3 separate regions of the Mus musculus genome follow, and all the other regions are linked to region 1. Evidence: chromatin contacts called from public HiChIP or PLAC-seq and promoter capture Hi-C data. All regions are on one chromosome and are shown on one strand. The core of a region is the stretch at or near the end of the contact, and the rest is flanking DNA. Distances in the headings are between cores, read along the strand shown. Region 1 holds the start of Thada (thyroid adenoma associated). Region 2 overlaps Plekhh2 (pleckstrin homology domain containing, family H (with MyTH4 domain) member 2). Region 3 overlaps Abcg8 (ATP binding cassette subfamily G member 8).

Region 1 (2,700 bases), core at 173-2,672:
GAGGTGCTGCTTTGAAGGAGAGATTTCTTTTGTCCCATTTAATAATTAGACATTCTACGAAAGCTTTGAGGATACAGATTCCAGCTTAAGTCAAAGGCAGACCTCCGTGGCCACTGAGGAATGGTCTACCTGCAGACCCTCCCAGGCAGAAAACGACTCAGCATGCGTCACTTAAACTCCTGACATAGCTTCCTTGTTGTCCCTACTTGTCTCTGAAGAATCAAAGCAATCTAACCATGCACTTGCTTATAAACTTCCCAAAGGTTTTCCCTTGCACTAAATAAAATGCATTAGTTACATCCAAATTTGGGTGTATGGCCTGAAAACAATCTGGCCCCAGCTTCCTCTGCCATTCATTTCAGATTTCTTTCACAGCATGTATTACTACCTAAGATTACACTAACTGGCACACCTGTCTATTGCCTGTTTTTCCTAGCACTAAGCTCCATAAAGGTTGCAATGAACTGAATAGTTGTGTTCAGTGTTCCCGTTCTTAACTCCTTAGTCGTTCATGCATGTAGTAAATGCTTTATTAAAATTTCATGAACTAAATCAAGGAATTCTTAATTAACAATTGCTAGAGATATTATAGGAGGGACATATATACTTTTAGAAGGAAGGTGGGCTACCTGGTACCTAAAAGGACATGCTACAGCTAAGTGGCATACCGCTCCAGAAACTGAAGCATTTATAGTCCATTTGGACGGCAAGTCACTACAGCAACGGCAAATGAGCAGTCAAGCAAAAAAGTTAATGAACACAGCCAGACAGAGAGACAACAAGGAAAGGCCTTGAAGTTCTGGGTTAAGTTTAGGGAAATAATTTCCCAAACGAGCAGCCAGCGTGCAAAGTACTGAGAAAGTACTGAGGAAGGAAACTGAGGGGACACTTGTGATTTGAAATGGCAAGTTTGCAGCAGTATTTGATCCCGGAGTCCTAGGGACTACACAGAGATAGACTCGGTGATTCTGCGCGTTCTAAGGGTAAACGTGTGTCCGGGTGAACTGGGCCGGCCCAGAGCCGAAAATCCCGGTTCAGCCTGATGGGCATCTGCCCATAGGTGCCACTTGCTGCTTCCCGCCCATCTACATCTACACCTTCCCGACCGCCTCCCACGTGGAGTCCAAAGACTGACAGAAGGACGGATGAAAACGTGGTTCAAGGGCTGTCTGTCTCCATGGAGACCTCAGCGCCCGGAAGCCACGGCTGGCACCCTCGGGGTGGCCTGCAAGCTGCCCCGGCCGCGCTGTGGCGAAGTCGGTCCCCCGCGCCCGCGTGCCTGGCAGGCAGCGCGCCCGCGAGCCAAACCTCGTGCCCGAGGACGTCTGCAAAGCGTCGCCACCTCTGGACGAGACCCGGAAGCCCGTCAAGTCTACCGCGTCCCTGCGGCTTGTAACGTGGTGCGCGATCCAAAAACCGGTCCCCGGCGAAGGGAGGCAGGGCTGGAAGCTGGCACGGAAATATCGCGAGAGCGGCCGAGTGCCGCTCCTCCAATCAGAAGTGAGGGTGGGTTGTGACGTCATCAAAGAGGGCGTTTGCGAGGGGATTTAGAGAGCCCGCGACTAAACAGTTCTTGATAAGCGAGCCTATGATGGTGACTGCTGGGAATTGCATGCCCCTCACCTCCTTCTGGCTGGCAGAGCAGCAGCCTCCACACCTCTAGGTGTCAGGCCGACATTTCTGTTCCAACCCAGACTTTCTACATTCACTGTGCCCAGCGCAGAGACAGGCAAAATCTACACTCGGGGACGGTTGTGCCAGGGACGGGAACTGAAGCCAAGAGCAACGACTTGAACTCCACTGTCCGAGCCTTAAACGCTGCCTTAAAGGCTGCATCTTTTACACAACTCACAGACTATCTTGCAGTCCAGTCCTTTAAAACTGAGTAAAAATTAGAGACCTATATCACCTTAGTAAGGAGCTGGGACAAGGGACAAGATCACAGAACGGACAAGATGCTGAAAAGGCCGGGATGCTGGCCTGGGCTCTGAGATACATAGTTGGGAAAAACAATGAAAATTAGGTTCATCAGGTGGATGGCTTTTCTATCAAACTTTGTATTTCTTTGTGGTTTTGCCACGTGTATTGTGAGACCCTGACTTAAAGCGTTTCTCCTTGAAAGGTAAAGCCCCTAAAACATTTCCCCAAGCTTGTTTTCCCTGACCTATAAAAATACAGCTAGAAAGAAGCTCTTTGTTCTCTATAGCCAGCAAAAAGCCTTTTTGTTTCTATACTTTACAACCAGAGATGCGATAATTGTAAAAGACCCAGCCAGCACTTGCCTGGCTTCCTGTGCCAAGGACTCAGGGTTAGGGTTAGGGGAAGATAAAAATTCAGAAAGAACTCACTCCCCACTCCTTCTGCCTTGTAAATTTCACCAAGGACACTCCGCCCAACTCTTCCCAACTCCTCAGCTAGCTATTAAAAGCCCCCTACTGTCACTGGGGTCATCGGGGTCGGGTCAAACTCCCCTGACCTGCATGGCGGAAGGAGTTTGTCCTCAGCTAGCTGATAATAAAACCTCTTGCAGTTTGCATCAGTGTGATTTTCTCTCCCGTCTTTGGGGTGCTGGCCAACTTATCCTGGGACTTGAGCGGAGGCCAAGCTTCAGGGGTCTTACAGTATCACTAAACAATAGCTTGGTTGATTTTGTGTCTGTTATCCACCGATTCACATCTTTTGGCATTGCTTTCAGGTCAC
Region 2 (2,843 bases), core at 343-2,842, 140 kb after region 1:
TTTCATCTAGTTCAATATTTCTTTGTCTGATAATTGATCCTACAGAAATACCCACATAAATGGACAGAATATTCCAGCGTGACCCAGGATCTTCTTTCCATAATTTTAGAATAGTGAAAAATAATGGGAGGCCTTGAATATTCATCAGTAAGAACATGGTTGGATTAGTTGGTAACTTCATATGGTAGGCTGCACCTTGCACACTCAGCCTCCAAGCGCTGGCGAGCTTCTCTTGAACAGACTCCTTTTATGTAACCAGTGCTAGTTGCCATCCATCGGAGTCTCTTCATTCAGGAACTTGTGAGCTGGGATGGTTGCCCATCTTACAGATGGCGAGGTGACCATGACATGACAGTGTTCTGGTTTGCTGTCTGTTGCTCTGATAAATATCACAATTGAAAGCAAATTGAGGAAGAAGAGAATTATTTTTATCCTATAAGTTATAGCCCATCATTGAGGGAAGCTGGGCAGAACTCAATGCAAACAGCTTGGTGTTGATCGCTGGCCCCGCCCAGGCTCGAATTCAGCCAACGTTCTTATTGGGCTCAGTCTCAGCTGCCCAGGGTTGACACCATTCACAGTAATTAGCAATCAAGACAAATGCCCCATGGCCATGCTCAGACCAGGTTTCCTCTTCAAGTGTTTAACAACAAGATTGGCCACTTCAATTGGTGTCCATAGTCTTAGGCCATCCATCCCTAAAGATCTGCAGCATCCTTTACACAATGGAATGTGAACAAGTGTTTGTTGAGATCCAGCAATGCCTGCTCTGAGTAGGACGGGTTTTCAGGCTGTCCCTTGTCCATTTTGCAAGTAGCTCTTGACTCTACTATAAGATGTATAATATGATTGCACCCTGAGTGGATCCTCAGACACCATCCGCCCAGAACCACCCACACAGCACAGGTGGATAAATGACTTATTCCTAGGAATAGGAAGTGTACCCCTGAGAATTTACTGAGGTGAACTGAGACTTTATGGTCTATTAAAATCACACCACAATAGTTCAACTAGTATTTCTATGGATGGCACCCTTCATATGTGGCTGTTTAGTAACTGGCAAAAGCAGCAGGCTAGATGCCTGCTACAGCCTCTGGAGTCTACATTTTAGCAGCATCCTGGATGATTCGTATACCCTGACGTCTGAGAAGGACCCATCTAAAGGGTCACATTTTGCCATGTCCATCTGTTGATCTCTTTGTGGTTATGTCTAAATTCAGTTTGACTTTGTTGAAACAAGATGGGAAGACCACCATATCTAAGACGGTTCCTGATAATTAATATCTTTGGCTGGATTAGCACATTCCATTCTGGTTACAAGGGCCACAGCTGGAACCAAAATGAAATTTAGGTGAAATGGACAAAGGCGTTTGAAGTACTCACAGATAAGAGTAATAATGCCTTTAAGGCCTCGCTTGCCACAAGAAAAGACCAAGACCGAGGTGGTAGCGTGATGAAACCACATTGTTTAAACAACAGACAACTCCAAGCACGAGGATTGGTGTTTACACAGTCTGCAAAGCCCAGGGAGCCATGGCTCTGAGAAAGAGCACTGCTTCTAAACATGGCCTCGCTTTGGTATGTTTATAAATAGCTTAGACAATGAGCCCTACTTTCCAGTGACACAATCCGGAGGGGAACTAGCTGTGACCTGTCGTGCCGCCAGGGATCTGATTCTTCATCTGCCAACTTGCTTTGTAATGACTAAAATACTGAATTTTCTTCGTCGTTGTGGAATCTTAAGTTTATATTTAGCAAGTTATGAAACCTTAATTATTTGGACTCAGGGATCAAAGGTCTAACTTAATTGCCTTTGAACATGCTCTCAGACACAATCACTTGGAAACGCGTTTGTGAACTCTAACTTGCATGAAAAGGTTCTTAGTCGATTTGCTTTCTTGCTACGTGCGTGGAAAAGTCAAGGTGTAGCTTTAACAAAGCAAACTGGCAAGGGTCCTTCCTGCGGGGAACACTCTTCTCCCTCCTGCTTGAAATCAAAGCTCATTTTTGGTAACAGTTTGCAGTTGCTGTTTTCTGGAAGATAGACTGGCATTCCCCATTCCACAGTGAGCTAACCGGAAGAGTACACGCATCCATTGGCTCCTAAGGTGAAAGGTCTTGAGAGACCATCTAGCTTATCCTGTTTCACATGTTAAAGACTCCAGAATTGAGGATTTTTTTTTTTTTTCTTAGTCTGGGAGGGATCCCAGGGTGTAACCCAGGCTGGCCCTGACTCACCTGCACAGGTCTACTGCGTGCAGGGATTGATTACAGGTGTGCACTGCCATGCCTGGTTGACCTTCTTGCTTTGAAATGCAGCCCCCTCTTGCTCATTTTTGCAATGCTTTGCTTGTTCTCCAGAACTTTGCTTGACTGTTGGGGCCTACGCTGTGTCTCATAGGAGTCTGAGCCTGCCCTTCCTACGCGCTGTGTTCCCAAACTGTACCCGTCTGGGATTGGTTTCCCTGCTTTGCTAAAACATTTCCCTTTTCTTTCCCAGGCTGAACCTGGTGGCCGTGCTGGGAACTGTAGAAAGCACACTGGTCCCTTTCTCCCTGTAGACATAACACACTCGTATTGTATTAAGAATTCCCAGTGATCACACTTTCCTTGTGGGTCACAGGAATGAACCATGGGGTTTCCTACTTCGACTGAGGAAATGAGCCCAGTGTAAAAGCTTTGATTTTCTGTCTCTTCTCTTGGTGTCACACCACTTTCCTGGTGACATTTTGCATTCATGGCCTATGTCTGTTACCCAACTACACCCTTCTGTCTGCTTAACAACCCTATATGTTTGTGGATGGAGATGGGGCGGTGGTTGACTTCTAGAAACAGCTCTGATT
Region 3 (2,700 bases), core at 187-2,686, 240 kb after region 1:
GCTGGGTCAGAATATCCAGGAATGAAATTGGTTTTTCCCTAGTGTGTCCCATCAGGCGGCACACGGTTGGCTCCCAGTTGCTGCGTGCTGTTGACTCTGATTGCCTGACAGAAGGCACGTCTGCTGGACCCCTCCACGTTCCTCGGTTCCCTCTTTTCATAATTAATAAAGCTTTTGGATACCATGCCTGGAGACCATGGCTTGTTCATTCTTCCTATGCAATAAATTATATACTCGTGGAGTCCCATTTTATTTTAGCAAGCTGTAATCCATTGCCATTGTTAGTTTGAGTACTCAGATTGTCCCTGATTTAGCCCGTGAAATACTCAAGTTGGCTTCTACATCTTTTTTTTTTTTTTTTTTTTTTTTTTTTTGGCTTTTTTTCGAGACAGGGTTTCTCTGTGTATCCTTGGCTATGCTGGAACTCACTCTGTAGATCAGGCTGGCCTCAAACTCAGAAATCCGCCTGCCTCTGCCTCCCAAGTGCTGGGATTAAAGGCGTGCGCCACCACCGCCTGGATGTATCTTCTTAATCATGTTCCTTTCAGTCACTGGGAACTCTAACAAAACAAAGTATTTGAGGATCAGGGATCATCTTGAATTTTCCAAGCTCAGCCCTGGGGTTGGATGCTTCTCTGTAGAAACCTGACTTTTTAGTGGGGAAAGATAGATAGGAGCCCAGAAGTGAATGAGTCTGCTCGGCTGCTGTGCATCGCTACTTCCGGACTCTCAGTGGGCAGTGAGTGAACACGTGTGCAAATGTGCATGTGTGTACTCAGTCTTAACTGCGTATGTGTTCGTGTTCATACTCTAGTTCATCCAGCACTCGCTTTAACAGCTTCCCCAGTCTGTGCATGGGAGACACCTGGTTTCTGTGTCCATCCCTCTTCTGATGAGTCCTGTTTGTACTCTCCCTTTGGTTCATTCCCCATGCATGACTCTATCTGCAGAGCCTCCAGTCTGTTCTGCAGCCCCTCCCCAGGTCCCAGCTCTGTTTTGGTAACCCACTGTCTTTAGGCCTGGATGGAGAAGTGTAGAAGAAGCAGAAAGCAGTCATCTGACTTTGTAAGCTTGTCACTCAGTATGCTGTGGTACCCAGAACTCAGAGCACCAAAGATGCTGAAACTCAGGCTTGCCCACAGAGCAGGAGTCCTCCATCCTGTCTGAGTGCATCATAGCTGGTGTTGATGCATCCTAGGCTCTAACTCCAATGTTCTCCAGGGCACACAAGGCCCGGGAAGAGAAAGGCCGGGGTGCTAGGAACATCCAGTACTATCCAGTGCCCCTTATCTTCATTGCAAAGGGGCAGATTTTTCTTGTGGGTTGTAAATTTTTTCTGCTAAGGATATTTTAGGCTTTGATAGCCATATAGCCTGCCAGTAGGCTGTGCTGATGTGAACTGTTGCAACCACAGTAGAATGTGGAAGATGTGGGTGTGTTTCAGTAAAACAGCTTATAGAAGCACATAGCTCCTAGACTTGGCCTGAGGCTGCAGCTTGCAGACTCTTAATCCAAAGAGGAAGTTATAAAATGTACACTGTAAACTTTCCAAATTCAAGTTACACTATTGATGGGGAACTAACAATTAAACTGAAAATAATCATCTATGTTTTTGTAATTTTTTAAAACCGCTCTTGCTCTTAAAGATACTTAAAATAATCTTTCCCTGGGTTGACCTGTCTACAGGGGTAGATATCCTGCTTTTTTTTTTTTTTTTTTAATGTAGATTAAACTACATACAGAGAACATACTGAAAGTATGTCAAATCCAAGGGTCCTTCCAACACTCAAATTACTTAGCAGAAAATCGTGGCCTGGCACAGGGGAGCAGCTTCCTTAGGGCACACCAGCCATGAGGCACCGGGAGGAGCCGGCTGCAAAGGAAGCAAGCCCTTGGGTATTTTGCTGCAGATATAAGTTATTTGGACAACAGTTCAGTGTGCGTGCCTGAAAATGTCCTTATGTCGGCTCCCATCTTACCTCCGATGTCACTTGTGTTTGATAAACTGGTCATCTAGGACGGTTCCTGTGAACAGCTAGGGTAAAGAGCTTGGTGGCAGAAGAGGTAATTAAATCAAAAGCCTGAGGCTCAAGCCCCAACACCCAAACCTAAAACAAATATTGCCAGCCATGGTCCAGAGCAACGTTCAGTGTCCGTGTTAGGGAGGGCAGGCTGGTACAGAGAGTGGTACAGCAGTGTGTGGGGCTTCCAGCTCGGAATGAAAGAGAAGCGTTCAGGAAGTGGGTTAGGCTTTCTCAGCACTTGCCTGCTGTCCACTGGCTAGGTGACCTGCTTGTTTATTGTATATGACAGCCTTGTCTGTTTGTAGAGTTGAAGTGTTGTTTCTCCAAACTGAAAAACAGCTCTGCTGTTCCTTGCTAGAAAAGGGAAGCCTTATTTTCTCTTCTTTTCTTCTGTTAACTTCATTACTGCAGCACAGAATCTCTAATGTGCTAGGTCTGACTTCAGAACACAGTTGAAAGGTCGCCAACAGTGACAAGTATCTGAGGTCATCAACTTACAGATTTCACATCATGATCAGCTGGCCTCACTGACAAAGCTTTTTGTTTTGGAGGACTCCTTGGGCCTCAGATCCACCCTCCCAACTGAGCTACATTTTGGGGACCAAAGAATAGCACATGGAGGGGAACTGTCCAGTGTGCACAAACCAGGCATTTCGTAAACAGAGCTTGCAAGGAA

The links. Promoter capture Hi-C pulls out the DNA fragments that hold promoters and counts their contacts. HiChIP or PLAC-seq counts read pairs in DNA pulled down with a chosen protein or histone mark.
Region 2: an H3K27ac HiChIP or PLAC-seq map of extraembryonic endoderm stem cells shows a contact between it and region 1. The contact joins the enhancer-like site here to the promoter of Thada in region 1. A contact is called at or near these places in 5 of 39 promoter capture datasets (the 3T3-L1 cell line, 3T3-L1-derived adipocytes, maxillary cranial neural crest and 1 more), 1 of 15 datasets of contacts at CTCF or cohesin (the NIH/3T3 cell line), 5 of 484 Hi-C or Micro-C datasets (3T3-L1-derived adipocytes, cerebral cortex, cortical neurons and 2 more), 5 of 115 datasets of contacts at active chromatin or transcription factors (bone marrow-derived macrophages, embryonic stem cells, extraembryonic endoderm stem cells and 1 more) and 2 of 9 other capture datasets (embryonic stem cells and pancreatic islet).
Region 3: a promoter capture Hi-C map of the 3T3-L1 cell line shows a contact between it and region 1, with 5 times the contacts expected there. The contact joins the enhancer-like site here to the promoter of Thada in region 1. A contact is called at or near these places in 6 of 39 promoter capture datasets (the 3T3-L1 cell line, 3T3-L1-derived adipocytes, frontonasal cranial neural crest and 2 more), 25 of 484 Hi-C or Micro-C datasets (the 3T3-L1 cell line, 3T3-L1-derived adipocytes, the HL-1 cell line and 14 more), 2 of 115 datasets of contacts at active chromatin or transcription factors (the NIH/3T3 cell line and pancreatic cancer cells) and 1 of 9 other capture datasets (macrophages).

Annotation. Positions count from the first base shown.
Region 1 is chr17:84,464,786-84,467,485 of GRCm38.p6, forward strand. It overlaps Thada (thyroid adenoma associated), which reads right to left and starts at 1,423. Exons shown (of 38, transcript NM_183021.3): 1 at 1,309-1,423.
Region 2 is chr17:84,601,744-84,604,586 of GRCm38.p6, forward strand. The region is part of intron 24 of Plekhh2 (pleckstrin homology domain containing, family H (with MyTH4 domain) member 2); the gene reads left to right. Among named protein-coding and RNA genes, the nearest start is that of Gm26066, 21 kb to the right of the region's middle. Within about 2 kb of position 1,593, at least 25 of the 459 cell types and tissues checked have an H3K27ac peak or open chromatin away from gene starts, as enhancers often do. A contact at or near this core is called in extraembryonic endoderm stem cells and pancreatic islet, where this site is marked.
Region 3 is chr17:84,700,150-84,702,849 of GRCm38.p6, forward strand. Abcg8 (ATP binding cassette subfamily G member 8) reads left to right here. Exons shown (of 13, transcript NM_026180.3): 13 at 1-184. Among named protein-coding and RNA genes, the nearest start is that of Abcg8, 18 kb to the left of the region's middle. Within about 2 kb of position 1,437, at least 18 of the 459 cell types and tissues checked have an H3K27ac peak or open chromatin away from gene starts, as enhancers often do.